Regions from separate parts of the Mus musculus genome. Here all the other regions are linked to region 1. A link is a contact called in public Hi-C and promoter capture Hi-C data. All regions are on one chromosome and are shown on one strand. Each heading gives the region's core, a stretch centred on a gene start, on an enhancer-like site or on the middle of the called end of the contact. The rest is flanking DNA. Distances are from core to core; before and after follow the strand shown. Region 1 holds the start of Mbnl2 (muscleblind like splicing factor 2). Region 2 holds the start of Tmtc4 (transmembrane and tetratricopeptide repeat containing 4). Region 3 holds the start of Ggact (gamma-glutamylamine cyclotransferase). Region 4 holds the start of Tgds (TDP-glucose 4,6-dehydratase). Region 5 has its middle 22 kb from the start of 4933431J24Rik.

Region 1 (2,908 bases), core at 107-2,606:
GAGACAGTAAGGCTTTTTTGAAGAACATTAGAACATTCACGGAGGTGGCAGTTAGGCAAGTTTTTTTTCCCCCCTTCGCTTCAGTGCTTGCTAACTATTCTAAAAATGTTACACATTTATTGTAAACACATGCTTCCAAGGCCTAACAAAAAAAACACGGTTTCCTCAGCCTGGCAGAAATTTAAAACGGAAAAGGGCAGAAAGAATTCTTTAACACAGAGAAAGCCTTCCCTTCTCCTGGGCCAAGTGTGTTAAAAATAAATCTGCTTCACCCTTTCCAGCCGCTGCTTCTCGGCAAGAAAGTTGATCTGGCTGGGCATAGTGAGAGCCCAGCTTTAAAAGCTAGCCTGCTCTCATTAAATTATTCTGCTGGCTGTGTGTTCTCATTAAAAATGCATACAGATCAGATAATTGCAGTAAGCATTATTAACCCAGCCTTACTTTTGAATATAATGGTTCCACTTTTAAGCTGGAAACAAAGACAGAGGCTGCCAGGAAAAGCAATGTAAACATTGAACCACAGTGTCTAAGACTAGCCAGGAAGCTTCCTCTTCTGCCCTGGTGCTGCTTAAAATGTGCTTTTGAAACTCAATTAAAGCCATTGCCCTGTAGCACCAGGGTGGCCCCCAATTTCCAAGAAACAGACATATTTTCGTCCCAAACGTTCAGCCGATGATTATTTAAGCAGATTTTTTTTTTAAATTCTTAATTTCAAGTATGTTTTCAAAGAACAGGAAACACGTAAACTTTATTCTGTAGCCCACTCTGGCAGTAAAAAACCTCCATTATCTTAAGATAATCCTGGCCTGGATCTTTCAGATAATTAAAGATAATAATAATAAACAAATCTGTCCTTTAAATAAATAAATAAAAACCTCGGTTTTTTTTTTTTTTTTTTAATGCCTCACCCTAAACGGGCGGCGTAGATTCCAGCTTTGCCGTTTCTTGTTCTCAAATCCAAACGTTACGTAAAACTCCAGGGTTTCCTGCGAGTATTCCGTTCGAATTAGTGGAATCGGTCTCCCTGGCTTCCCTAAGCACACACATGGAATGCAGCATACTGCAGCAAACTCTTTAAACATTAAAAAAAAATTGGGGAGGGGGGGTTGTTTCTCCTACCTTGTTTAGCTCTGCTCGTCTTCCCCATGTACAGTAACCCCAAGAACATCTGGCAGGACCGAGTGGCCGTGGCTTCTCCACCGCATCATGAGGAAGGGGGGTCCATGCAAATAGTTCTCCGTCCCTGTTTATTGTACTCTGCGAGCCGCCGGCCGTGGCTGGAAAATTTTACCTTCAGATGATGAAGCAAAGACAGTCTAAACTCTGTTGCTGTGAGCTGCAGCCCTTCCTTCCCACAGGCCCCGCCCAGGCTCAGCCCACCAATCCCCGGCCAGCTCGTCAGCCCTCCTCGTCTGAAACTGGTCCTCATAGGATGACTGACACAGCAACACAGCGCTGGCAGGCTCTGAAAACAGTGCGTCCATACTGATGGAAAAGGGATCTCCCTCTCCGAGGAAAGCAGTCATAGCTCCGAGACAAAGTGGCACATAATTGGCAGAGCACAGAGAGGGGTAGCTCAGACAAATACGCTTCGAGACACCCAGCCCGTAGCTGGGAGTTGCATCATAAACACTCCGGGAATCACGAAACTCCTAAGATGGCCAAGAAATCCAATTGGATCCCAAACTAAAGTCTTAGGGCGTTTGAGGAAGCATACTGACATAGATGTACACATTCGTTTGTGAGACAATTCAGTGTTTTTCATGCAAAGTGATACCTTACGAAACATTTGCAGGCAATTTCCATGACGGAGGGAGGCTATAGCCAAGTTGGATTGCACACTGAAGACCAGACCATGCTTGAAGCCCCAGCACACAGCTTTTCTAGAGAGCTGTCATTTCAGTGGCTACTTACTGGAACCCATATATTTTCCATCTAAGTTTCCAGAGCACTAGAGACTTCAATTAGGGGATGCCGAAGGACAGAACTGATATCTCTACATTAAGCTTTGAGGCTCTTGGCTGGCACCCACTGGGGGATTAACTGTGTCTTAACCTTCTTAGATGCCATTTGATAAATGCTCATACGTTGCCCATCCTGTCTTTAGTGCCGCAATGACTGCTGGAGGGCGTTTACTGCTGAATACACATGGCACTGACCTAAGGGACATCCTCCATTTTCAATCTACAAAGGTTGACCCACAGATGCCAGAGGTTCCCTAAGATAAAGCAAGAAAAAAAAGAACGGAAAGGGTTATTTTTTTCTTCTTCTCAGTCAACAGCATTTCTGCATGCTTTGAAAACAAAAACAAAAACATATGGCATTTAGAAAACACAATAAGCACACATTTTCCTTCCACAAAACACAACATTTTGCATCTTAAAAATTAAGTATGAAGGTCCCGTGACTAACTACAGGCAAGAACAAAGATCCTATTCATCTGAAAGATTGAGCCTCTCTCTCTCTCTCTCTCTCTCTCTCTCTCTCTCTCTCTCTCTCTCTCTCTCTCTCTCTCTGCAACTGTTTAACGAATGCATCTGGAATGGAGTAACAGGGCAGAATGTAATGGTTTTGGTATTTTTAGATTTTGGAATTGTGTTCTTAAAACACATCATTTCTTGTGACTTGTGGACTAATTTTCTTCAATAGAATATCTTATTTTACTCCTCTTCACTTTAATCTCTAATATTGATTTTCATTTCTAGTCAATATTATCTTTGATAGGCTTTGGTTAAGTCTGTTGTTTTGTTTTGTTTTTCCTGGAAAGTTAAATTAGCTACATTTAAACAAGTGGAAATCTTTTTAAACTGTTAATACACCTATGCACACATACCTGAGTGTTGATCTCAAACTTACCTTCTTCCCCAGCTCCTCCTGCTTTTGACACGAAATCCCCATTTTTTACAAT
Region 2 (2,908 bases), core at 249-2,748, 2.7 Mb before region 1:
TGGGCAATTTCTATCTCACATACATTGCATTATTGCAAGTCGCACAAAATTGTTACTAAGTTACACAATTTCTTTAAACTTATATTCCTAACAATCAGTCAGTTGGTGGAGGAGGCATATAAAGGTAGAGGCACTTATAAATCAGGACCTTGACCATTCATTAGATGCCAGGACTAAAGCCGACTTTGGTTTGTGATACTCTGGCTGTCACAGACCACCAGAAGGAAGGCAGAGAAAGCATGACGGATGTCTTACTATTTGAGATGTGGTGGCATATACAAGGGGAGAAGCTAAGTGGGGAACTAGATAAATAGGTTTGAACTCCGAGAAAGCAAGGAAAAGAAGTGTAAATCTGAAATGTATTGATTGGAGTGTTGGCAGCAGATTAAATCATACAGGGAAATTTGTGGAGTAGGAGAAAAGGATGAGGCTTTTAAAACTCTTAGCGATCATTCAGGGCAGGCAAGCCAGTCAAATAGACTTGGGGGTGGGGTGGGGGAGGGGGACAGGAGAGAGAAAAGGCAATAGGCATAAAGAAGAGGGCATTTTAAGGAGGAGGAAATTGTGAGATGAGGTAGCATTGGGAAGCAAAATGTCCTCTGGCCTTAGTAAGGGCAGAAGACAGCAGAGGTGACTGGCAAATGCAGTTTCCCTGAATGAAAGCCAAATGAATGAAGTTGGAAACAGCTGTGGTTGGGGGTGGAGGTGGGGGTGGGGGAGGGGAGAAGCACTCTGCTTCAGCGATGAAGGGCAGCGAAAGGCAGGGTGACACATAGAGCAGAGGAAAGCTTGGAAGTCACTTGGTGCTGAGGATGCGGACTCCACTCCAAAGAGGGAGACAGATCAGAGACTGATGCTTTGAGGAGGGTCGGAGGTCATTGAGGTTTGAGGTCTGTAAGTCTGGTAGTGGAAAGTACAAAGGTTTTTTCTCTTGAAGGTGGCAGCACAAATAAGTACTAGGAGTGGAAACTGAGTGGGTGACCTTCCCATCAGGAGGGAGGTGTAGCACCTAGTGGTCGTGACTGTATGGCACTGCTCCAAAGGAGGCGCAGTCCTGAGGTTGCACGGCCTTAGGAGGAGGAAGTCACTTCCCGTTTCAAAGGGAGAAAGTGGGGACATTTCTTCAACAACTTCAGACAGAAAGAAGCGTGGAGTTGAGATTTTCTGCAGGGATTCCACAGCCCTCGGCGGAACGTGCGAGACAAGCCAGGAATAGGCTTAGAACGCACGGATCCGCAGGGAACAGCGGCCAGGCCCGGGAACCGCCGCTGCTGCTTCGCGTCCCAGCTGCGCTTTCTCTTCCCAGCAAAGCCTGTCTGCCCCTGCGCCTCCTTCGTGGCGAGCGCTCTGTTCCGACGTCACTCCGACACGGACCAATAAGCGGAAGAGGAGAGCGTGAGTGATGGAAAGGGCAACCGATGGTCCCGCGGCGGGAGGCGGGACTAGACGGGAGCGGGCAGCCGCGAGTGGGAAGCGGCGCGGCGGGGGGCGGGACGCGGCGGGGTGGGAGTGGGAGGGCAGCCCCTCCCCTGGCGGCGGCGGGCTGGGGAGCCGCCGGAGTTTAAGCACGCGGGAGGGGAGATGAGATCGCGGCTCGTGCTCCTTGCAGGTAAAGCGCGGGGCGGCCCGCTGAGGGCCGAGCGCAGCTGCAGGGCGCTCGGAGTTGGGCGCGGGCTCCCGGGCTCTCAGCTGAGCCGCCAGCCCTGCGCTGGGGCCCGGGGGCGGCGCCCGAGCTCTGCACCTCTACTAGAGTTAGCTCCGACACTCGAGCTGCCTCCCGCGGACGCCGCCCCGGGCGGTCTGCGCCTGGGTAGAAGCCGCACCCCGGACAAAGAGCGCGCGGTAAGGGTGCGCGCCCCGAGCTCAAGCTCCGGCACTGCCCTGCTACGGCCGAGGTCGCCGAGCCAGACCCTTGCCTGCTACTGTCTGACCCAGCCGTGCAACAGCTTTGTAACCCGGGAGTCCACCGGGTGCAGCGGCCACCTGGCCGCGGGGTCCCCGCGCCTGGTCGCCAGCTGGCCAAGGCACGGGCGACGGCTGGACACAGCCGGGTAGCTTGGCCGCCCGCCCAGGGTTACACGGAGAGCCACCCAGCAGAGCCAGGAGTGCCAGTTACTCTACGCTCAACTGTGGAGCAAAGCTGGTACCACTGGCCTGGGAGCCTGGAACGGCTGCCAGGAGTTGGGGGAGCCAAGCAGGTGGTGTAGCAACCGCCTCACCTCCTGCGAACTCCACGGGGAGTCTGGGTTGTTGATGTTGTGACTGTGGGCTGTTTGTGTTTTCTTTCTTTTTATAACTACACACAAAAGAAAGGAGGAGTTAGAGGACAGATATCTCCACTGAATCATCCACACTTTGCTCTCTCCCCGTGAACAGATGGATGGGGAGAATTATAGTAAGGATTGACTGGAACCATTTTTGCCCCTTGTACCTGCATCCCCCGAAAGCTGTGCACTATAGGTGGAACTGGGGCAAAGTGAGGTATGCTCGCCCACCTGGGTGGGAAAATGGTTACATGCTAGCAAAGTGGAAACTTTCTGAGGCAGAAATTCTGAATGTGAAACCTCAGATGGGCAGCCACTTCTTGAATTAGGAAGATGGGTCACAACAGGATTCACCTTACTCTGCTTTTGGCCCATCACTACAGAGGATGGCTGGCTCCTTTGCCTCTAGCACAATGTGTGCTAGCTCTCTCTGCATCGTGCCAGATACGGGTGGTCAGAAACTATCACATTATTTAATCTGATTTCTAGAGGCAAGGTTGCCCTCCATCCTGAAGGGCAACTGGCCCTGGATGCATTGCCCTTAATGTAAAGGACAAGAGGCTCTCCATGCCTGTGGAAGAGTCTCCAGTTAGGTGGCTGCAGCCGGTTCCCCGTTTTCCCGGGGTGAATCAATTAGGTTGGGT
Region 3 (2,908 bases), core at 278-2,777, 2.6 Mb before region 1:
TCTCTCTCTCTTCCTGCTGTCTGATTATCTGGATGTACAACTCTCGGCTACCTAACATCATGTCTGCTTTCATGCTGCCATGCTTCTCACCATAACAATAATGGACTAAACTCTAAAATATAAGCCAGCTCCAGTTAGATGGTTCCCTTTATAAGAGTTGCTGTGGTCATGGTGTCTCTTCACAGCGATAGAAACCCTAACTAAGATATCATAAGTCATTTTTAAAGGTTCAGTGACTATCAAAGACAGATGAATCTGATTTTACCATATTTACCTGGAACCTGGGATTAGTTGCTTATTTACTTTGTGCCCCAGTTGCTTCCAGTAAATACAATGGGACCACTACTGGTTTTATTGATTTCTCCACTGTAAAATGAGATTGTGGTAAAGGAGTAACTTCAAGCATACTTAGACCCTTAACCTTCTTCTTCAACGATTTAGTTTTGTAAATTAGCTTGCCGCATTATGAGTGGCTCTGAGACTTTCGTAGTACTGCTTTGTTCTTCTCTCCATGCCTCCTTCCCTCATCCCTGCCCATCTTTGATGTCATGTGTAATCCTATTACTCCCTGTTTCTCCCCTTCCCAGGCCCTCCTTTAAGACCCCATTTTCCTTCTCATGGTCCTCTTTCTATAAAATTGGTGGTTTATAAATGTGATGATTGTTCAGGGTTCTTGTAGACTTGGACATCTATTTAAAATACAACCACTTCAGCATCATTTGATGCTACGTGAAAACCAAGAATATAACACGATTTCAAGTACTCCACATACACAAAGTCAAAGGGATGGGAAATGATGAAAGGAAAAGCAGTAGTCATATAGTTAATTTGGGTCTCGATGAGGAGACAATGGGTCTCTAGTCTCACCATCTCTGTGACGTTGCTTTCACATCCCGATAGGGACATATAGAACTCTCCAGCATCACGCCTGCCTGCATTCTGCCATAGGAACATCCTTCCATGATAAAGATCTCTAGAGAAAAAATTGCCCTCAGCTTTTGGTTCTCATACATCTTATGTCCTAAGGGTAGGATGTAGGGGAAAGCTAGTTCTTCCATTAGCTCCTAAACAAGTTTTATTTTAAAAAGAGTTGGTAAGTAGGCAGAATTGCTACAGTTACCTGTATCCCGTAGGGATATGTACGAGCAGATGCGATGCCTTAATTGTCCTGTGGAGCCTTCCTCAGATCTGAGTTTAGCATCACCTCAGTGTCTATGTGAAGGGGTGAGTCTCTCTGAAGTAGTGAATCTTAGGCGTGTTTGGGTCTAACGTGGAGTCAAAGCATGTGTGATGTAGAGCTGAACCTGGTGGGAGCAGTCGAGCCCGTGTCTGGTGGTGGGAGTGGTGGTGGGGAGCTTGCTTGCTTGCATTTCGGAGGAATGTGGCTTCGGGTTCTTACCTGCGCGGTTCCGGCACATGGGGAGTGGCGTGCGCGCTGCCAGGTGCGCTCCGTGGCGCTGCCGGGGCGGGCGGAGCGGCGAGAGACCAGCAGGAGCGCCGCCCGGGGCGGTTTGGTTGCGACACCCGCCCAGCTGGGCATTTCCGCTCCGTGGTCCGGGCGCGCTCCTCGTGATTCCCCCGACCGCTGCAGGTGAGGCGCCGAGGCGGGCTGGGACTGGGAGCCTGGGGGCGGCTTAGGGACTCTGTCACCAGCCAGCGAATGTCCGCTAGCGTCCCGGCGTATGGGTCTGCCTGGCGGAACGCGCTGGGCGGAGCGCGCATTTGACCCCCCACCCCCACCCCGGAAAGCTGCCCGGGCGGCCCGTGCTGTGACTGCTACCGGAGCGGAGCTGATGCTTGCTCTCGCGGGACAGACAGCTCCAACAGGTAGCTTAAGATCCTAAGGGAATGTGGCTAGCGGTTTTCAAAAGAAATGTTTTTTTAATTTTACTTTAGGAGTCACTTATGTGTGAAGAGTCCAAAACCTGAAAAAGAATCCTAAACCAACTTCTGTTGGTCCGTTTCACATCTGGATTTCCTTTGGAACCAGTAGTAAAACGCCTGGAACTTTGGCGATCCATCCCTTTGATTCTATCCGTGGTTATTATTGCTGTTTAACTCTAATCAACGAGTTATAACGTTACAGCCTCGCTTAAAACCCATTTGAGGTGTGCGTGTATTTTAACTTAGCTTAACTCCAAGCTCATTTATTTATGTTAAAAGATTTCTTCTAATTGAAGTCTTTCTCCTGGTCTGTTTCCTGTAACTGAAGTGCTTGCTAAGTGAGGAACTCTGCAGTTTGGCCTCATTTTCCTGAACCTTCTCTGAGAAGTCCCTGAGTAAGCAGGCCAGACTTCAACAATAGAGGGCATTTTTCTCTAAAAGCTAGTTTGCAAAGTTAATTGGTGGATTTTTTTTTTTTTTGTACTGAACCTTTTATTTAAACTAGTGAACTTACAAACCATGTCCTTAGCATGCAAAAGGCCCAAGATTGGCTCTCCAGCACTGGAAAATAAGCAGACCAAGTTGGGATTAGGAATGTGGCTCAGTGGTAGAATTCACCCTTCTGTGTGAAGTGGTGAGCTGGACTGACGTCTGTCTGTGGTGGTCATTAGTGGATGGCAGTGTGTGGTACAGAACCAAAACCAAAACCAAAACCCTGCAAAGGTTAATTTTTTTTAAGTACAGGATCAAGCCAGGTGTGGTGGCTTATGTCTGTGATTCCAGCACTCAGAACGCTAAAGCAGACCATCCTGGGATATGCAAGATCTTACATCAAAAAAATATCAAAACCAAAACAAATAAAAGTTTCTTCTTTATCTAGTAAGAACTTTTGAGAGCTCCAGTTCTGTCTGTCAAAGCTTGAAAAGGAGTCATGGGATGACTCTTTATTGGCCTTGGCCAGGGTCTTGTTAGGGGAGAGGACCCTCTGCCCTACAGACTAGTGCTGTCATGTTTGAAGAGGGAC
Region 4 (2,908 bases), core at 200-2,699, 2.1 Mb after region 1:
CCTCTGGAAGAGAAACTAGCGTTCTTAACCACTGGGCCACACTTCCCTCCAGCCTTTGTTTATACAGATTGACTGCCTGGGTTTCTTGATGGTGCTCTCTGAACCTTTCTTTCAGAGCATTGCCAGGTTTTTCATTGTTTGATAAAATAAAACCCTACTAAGTTTAAGTTGTTGAAAGCTTTAATTGTGTAAATGGTAAACCAAGAACGTGGGTGAGGTTGATTCTAAAGGAAAAGCAGAGCATGGGCTTTGATTACTGTAGGCACTTTCCCTTTGTCTCGTGTGTGTGTGTGTGTGTGTGTGTGTGTGTGTGTGTGTGTGTGCTTGAGACAGGGTTTCTCTGTGTAACCTGGCTGTCCCGAAACTCACTCTGTAGACCAGGCTGTCCTTGAACTCAGAGATCCATCTGCTTCTGCCTCCCAGGTGCTGGCACTAGAGGTGTGTGCTATCACCTGCTGGCTTCATGTCTTTCTTCTTGATCAGTAATGTTATTCTCTTTCACTGAAGACAGGCTTTTTTTTTTTTTTTTTGATGCCTCGGTACATAAAAAATTAATATGACTTCTAATCACTCCCACTTGGTAGAGCCTCCGAATTCATAGAAAGCAGCAGACTATAATATAAACAGCAGTGAGCAATCATATGATAAGCCCACTTGTTGATGAGTGTGTGATAGATCTGGTCCCAGAGAAATGAATGGCCTTACCTCCATGGAGCAGAGACAGTGAGAAATTACATCAGTGGCCAATTTGTTGATGAATGATAAGAAGAAAACAAAAAAAAAAAAATGGTTCTGCATGGTTAGAGTCAAGGAATGACTCTAATAGGAAGATGGCACTCAAACTGAGAACTGAAGGAGGTAAACACTAGTCAGACATCCGAGGAAAGGGCAGGTAGACCAGGGAAGAACACCTGGTAATATAAATAAGAGCAAGAAGGACCAGGATTGGGGCACAGTGAGCAGACAAGAGAAGAGAGTAAAACCTTCCAGGGAACTCTGCAAAACTTACTTATCATGATTGCAAGCGGCCTTCGCCTTTTGTGACAGTATTTACAACAGTGAAACATAATTTTGCAATGCAACTTTCCATTTCCATACTGCATACATTCTAGAGGATTCTGCTCAGCTGGGTGTTAGTCTATGAGCATAGCTGAAGTTCAAAAATGAAGGCATCGATTCATAACTCCGAATTTCTAAGCACCTATAGTAGTAATCCATGCTGGTGACACTTGCTTAGAAAATATTCCAGACCCTAGTACCAATGACCCTAATTTCTCCTAGCTGGTGACTATGGGCTAGAGAGTGCGCGCCTGCGCAGTGCCACTGCCGGCTCCGCCCCTCTTTTGGGGTCTGGGAGAACCCGGAAGCCTCTGCGACTTCCTTTGAACGTGTCGGGGGCGGGGCATGTCGTAAAGCGTCGTGAAGCTGCTTCCCTCGGTTCTTCAGACGCCGCGCTTTACGGCGCTGGCTCTGCAGAGCTGAAGATGTCCGCTGCGAGCCGGGAGGAGCGTTCTGGTCCTCCCGGCAGCTTCGCGAAGCGGGTCCTGGTGACCGGGGGTGCTGGTTTCATGTAGGTAACGGTGCTGGTGGCTGAGAAGTTTCTCCCCACAAATCCTAACCTTGCCCTGCGGTTCTCCTTGTCTTTTGCACTTCGGGTCCACGACTTTGCAGATCCGTTATGGGGAGGGTCCCAATGCACAGCCCGGATGTCCATCCGGTTTCCCTCACTTTCTGGCCAGCCAAGACGAGGTTGCTTCGAAAATGCGACTTCTTTAACACCTTCCCCACAAAAAGGGGAACTCAGGAGTGCCTTGCTGCTGTCCCACCCCCTACCTGCCCGGGGGTGTTTACCACCTGTCACTTTTCTGAGAAGCACACATCAGTTTCATTCCCTTTTCTTCCCGCTCTCTGACAAAGCTCCGGCCAGCAGATGAAGGCCTTTCCAAAAGCTCGCCTCTACACGATGTGAGGATCGATCGTAATGGGACTCTTTGTCTTGTCTTCTCTTTTTTAGAAACTGTTTACAAATCCTTTGTTATTCCCAACCTGTTTGAGGCTCACACCCACCTACCGTGAAACTGTCCTTTCTATTTGTGTCAAAGCTTATTCTTAATTTGACTTCTGTTCCCTGCCTCCTTTTCCTTAGAACACTGCTACTATCCCTCTCCTGTTGATCTCGCGCGTTTTCTTTACACTTTGTAGAGTGTGTTCCTAAGTGAGATAGATGCAGCTGCATAGAGTTTTACAGTCATGGTTTCTGTGAGACTTGTAATGAAAGTCCAGGGTCTTTATCCGATCTAGAAGACTCGGGTGCTCGAGCCCTGCTTCCCAACCTAGTCTCTTGCTTTTCTGTACTCGCCCACAACCCTCTCAGGCTTCTCGGAGCACAGGAGGTTAGTGCTGCTTCCCGACTTGAGGCAGTTGCATAGGCTGTTAATTTACCCGCATATCACCTTCAGAGTGCTTATGGGAACACCTTAGGCCACCCATCCACTCAGCACTACCTGAAATTACATTGAGTACTTGTGTTTACTTGTTTATGGCCTTGCCCTTCTTCTAGAGTATAAACTGTGTGAGAGTAGACTGATGTTCATTAAGCTCCCACAGAAAGAAAGGTCAGGGCCATATCGTGAAGGTCTTCTGTAAGAGTTGAGTGGATGGATGCGTGAGCGATCCACAGGAAGTTCTGTCCTTGTAGTGTCTCCTGCATGGGGAGGGGTCAGAGAGTCTTGGTTACTGCCCAAGAACATGCAGTGGGCCTTTTAAATCCACAGACACTTTGCTGAGAGTAGGTAGCAGGAAGCTGAGATTCACTTAATTAACAGACGTGTACGTGGGGAAATGCATGTACTTGCATGGAAGGGCTTGTTCACAAAGAATGTCCTAGAAAATGAAGGAAAGTGAAGTT
Region 5 (2,908 bases), core at 258-2,757, 2.1 Mb after region 1:
CTGATTAAATGACTCCCAGTTCACTCACACAGTGGCAAAATTCGCTCACGGAGATAGACGACTTGTCCAGAGTGACACCAGGTGCTTGTGGAGTTGCATGAACTCTTGAAATCTCAAAGGTCTTTCCATGAAGATAAGCAAAGAGACTTACAGATGTCTGAATTAGATATTGGCTTAGATATTTGGCGGCCATCTTCCATCATGTTTAGATATGTGTACGCAAATAGATACCACATGGATGTACTGAAGCCTAGATACATATATGCACACACATGTAACACAGACAAAGAATGATGGGCCATGATGGGGGCTATGTTATGTAGTACCCACAGATAAAAAGAAACAGCTTCCTCAGACCCATTTTATGTGTTTCAAGTACAAAGCTAACTTAGACCATAAATCTAAGAGCCAAACTTCCCTTCCAGTCTTGAGCCTTGCTTGACTCTAGAGTTGTACACAGAAAATACTAGTCAACGCATCATAGGAAACAAAATGGAAATCCAAGTCAACTACACCAAAGTCCAGCTCCTGTAGCAGACATCCCAGAAATAGTGCGGTGGGCAATTAGAGTCTGGCCTTTCAACCCTAACTGTTCTCTTCTCAACGTTCTCCTGTCTGTTCTGTGCACTTCCAGGCAAACAGACTGGGTTTTTTTTGTTTGTTTGGGGTTTTTGATTTGTTTTGTTTTGTTTTGTTTTTTTGTGTGTGTGATACATTGTACCACACACATACACACACACACACACACACACACACACACACACACACACACACACACACACAGAGTAACTACAAAGAGTTGTTTGTCACATGCTGGCCAAGGAAAGTGGTGCTAAATTGTGCTTCCTAGTAAATGGGAAGAGTAAATTAGAGCTCATACTTTCAACACATGCAGAACAAACATGGAAGTCGGTGGGCAGACACAAAGGCAAGTAAACCGAGACGGGTGTAAAAAAAGTAACTGCTGTGCTCCGAGTTAAGCGCACCTCAAAGCAAAAACACTGGTGTTTTTTAAATAACAGAAGCAATAAAATCCCATTGTGGATTAATCTTCTGCCAAATTTTGTTTTTTAATCAAATCTATTTTGAGCCAAAGCAAATACAGAAATGCAAATGAGGGACCTGATCCTCTAGATCTTGAGGACATGTAAGGGCCGATACACTTCAAAGATTGTTTTAAACCATAACGTAAGCTCACCATACAATACAGCCAAACACACTTATTTGTAAACCTTTTAATTTTACACTCATGTAAAGTTTGGGCTTTTAAGAAGGAAGCTTTTTTTTTTAAGTCCTAAAAGTAGATGTTTAATAAGTAAATACTGATATAATTTAATAACATATGTGTGTTATAATTTGAGATTGTGAGAGAACTCAGTTGTCCCCCTCTCCCCCCATGGTGAAGGGACCCAACTGCAACAGCAAACTACATGCAGGAGAGGAAGGTGCTGGGCACAGCCTATCTTCTGCAGACACCCATCCCACTGAACAGAGTCCAGACAGTTTAGGGGAGGGTTGTTTATACTGTCTTCCTGTGTGCTTTCCCAGCTGGGATGCAATATTCACCAGGAGACCTAATCAAACTCTTGAGAGCGTTTTTTTGTTTGTTTGTTTGTTTTTTGTTTTTTTTTTTTAAATCTCTGAGTGTGAAAATGCTGTTCAAACAGCCTGTTAATGAAGCCATCCACCATGTTGTTCTTGCAGCTGAAGGAAGCTCTGGCTGGCCTCAGGCAGTGCCTGCACTCAGCTGGCAACTGTCTTAACCTTTGTGGACAGACTCTTCCTGTAAAAAACAAAAAAACAAAAAAACCGCCAACCCACATGCTGTCAAAGCAAAGTGTGATAATGTCCATGGACATCCACTGTGACCGACATTTGGTGTTATGAGGCCACACTCTGGAGAGCTACATACTAATGTGGCATTCTGGGGATGCTTCATAGACTCCCAAACATACGAAAGAATGTGTTTTAGCCTTTTGAAGCCAGGGATCCCAGAATTGGAAAATAGATACATATTGTTGATCAAAACAACAAAACAAAACAAAAATAATCTTCCCTGGATTCTCCTCTCCCTGGACGCTCAACACGGGCTGTGCCACGCGCTATGTCAAGTTTAAAAGGCACAGCGAGTGAAGAGCAAACATCACTGGCAAGAGACCTTTCTAGTGCTTCAGGGGACAAGGCTGTCGTTGTAACGGACCTTCAGGAGGTAAGAGCATTTCCAATCACTAATGTCTTTCTAAAAGTCTAGCCTAAACCATTCTTCCTATTGCTTGGAACTGTCCTGCATCATTCTGCCTCGGGTGCAACATGGAATGTTCACACACACACACACCCCCAACCCCCGGCTGGTGCAACATGGAATGTTTCCCTTCACATTTGTCCTCTCTCACTTTTCTAAGAAATTCACTTACTTTTACTCTCTCTCTCTCTCTCTCTCTCTCTCTCTCTCTCTCTCTCTCTCTCTCTCTCTCTCTCGTAAATAAATCCATGTACCCTTCCTTTAGATTTAGTTATGCAATCAACTTCATGTTGTTTCAGCTTATTTTTTCCCACCTGCTTCATTATATCCTAGGTCAGCTGGACCTTAGATTTCGAGCCCAGCTATGCTGACAGAAGAGAGTAACACGAACTTGTGGTTCCTCTGCTTTGTGAAGTCTGTGCAGTCTCATTCTACTGCAGTGTGATTTAAGCTCTGCTCTGCACCTCGAGTCTGTGCCTCCCTTATGTCAAGCACCCCTATTTGCTTGCTTTTTCACAACTGCAATCACAATGGCATTTGAATATCTCTCCATTACGGATTTAGTAAAATTAAAACGAACCGTTCAGAAGGATACAATTTGACCGATTTTGATGAGTGTGTAAATCCACATAGCCGACTCCCAGTGGGGTCTGTTTCCAGCAGCCC

Evidence for each region. Promoter capture Hi-C pulls out the DNA fragments that hold promoters and counts their contacts. A called contact is a pair of places that touch in the nucleus more often than the background predicts.
Region 2: a promoter capture Hi-C map of pre-B cells shows a contact between it and region 1, with 13 times the contacts expected there. The contact joins the promoter of Tmtc4 here to the promoter of Mbnl2 in region 1. A contact is called at or near these places in 3 of 39 promoter capture datasets (liver and pre-B cells), 2 of 484 Hi-C or Micro-C datasets (B cells and CD8 T cells) and 1 of 9 other capture datasets (liver).
Region 3: a promoter capture Hi-C map of pre-B cells shows a contact between it and region 1, with 3 times the contacts expected there. The contact joins the promoter of Ggact here to the promoter of Mbnl2 in region 1. A contact is called at or near these places in 3 of 39 promoter capture datasets (liver and pre-B cells).
Region 4: a contact with region 1 is called in a promoter capture Hi-C map of the HPC-7 cell line. The contact joins the promoter of Tgds here to the promoter of Mbnl2 in region 1. A contact is called at or near these places in 5 of 39 promoter capture datasets (the C10 cell line, the HPC-7 cell line, liver and 1 more), 3 of 484 Hi-C or Micro-C datasets (the G1E-ER4 cell line, pre-B cells and regulatory T cells), 1 of 115 datasets of contacts at active chromatin or transcription factors (thymic regulatory T cells) and 1 of 9 other capture datasets (liver).
Region 5: a Hi-C map of the G1E-ER4 cell line shows a contact between it and region 1, with 4 times the contacts expected there. The contact joins the enhancer-like site here to the promoter of Mbnl2 in region 1.

What each region holds. Positions count from the first base shown.
Region 1 is chr14:120,274,117-120,277,024 of GRCm38.p6, reverse strand. Mbnl2 (muscleblind like splicing factor 2) reads right to left here and starts at 1,356. Exons shown (of 8, transcript NM_207515.2): 1 at 1,120-1,356. All of the region lies in intron 2 of Gm52122 (a long non-coding RNA gene), which reads left to right.
Region 2 is chr14:122,981,873-122,984,780 of GRCm38.p6, reverse strand. Tmtc4 (transmembrane and tetratricopeptide repeat containing 4) reads left to right here and starts at 1,498. Exons shown (of 18, transcript NM_028651.3): 1 at 1,498-1,609.
Region 3 is chr14:122,911,784-122,914,691 of GRCm38.p6, reverse strand. Ggact (gamma-glutamylamine cyclotransferase) reads left to right here and starts at 1,527. Exons shown (of 3, transcript NM_145466.2): 1 at 1,527-1,591. 4930594M22Rik (RIKEN cDNA 4930594M22 gene) reads right to left here and starts at 1,662. Exons shown (of 2, transcript NR_155287.1): 1 at 1,400-1,662.
Region 4 is chr14:118,131,306-118,134,213 of GRCm38.p6, reverse strand. It overlaps Tgds (TDP-glucose 4,6-dehydratase), which reads left to right and starts at 1,449. Exons shown (of 12, transcript NM_029578.3): 1 at 1,449-1,570. The coding sequence starts at 1,485.
Region 5 is chr14:118,187,165-118,190,072 of GRCm38.p6, reverse strand. No RefSeq gene overlaps it. Among named protein-coding and RNA genes, the nearest start is that of 4933431J24Rik, 22 kb to the left of the region's middle. Within about 2 kb of position 1,507, at least 5 of the 459 cell types and tissues checked have an H3K27ac peak or open chromatin away from gene starts, as enhancers often do. A contact at or near this core is called in the G1E-ER4 cell line, where this site is marked.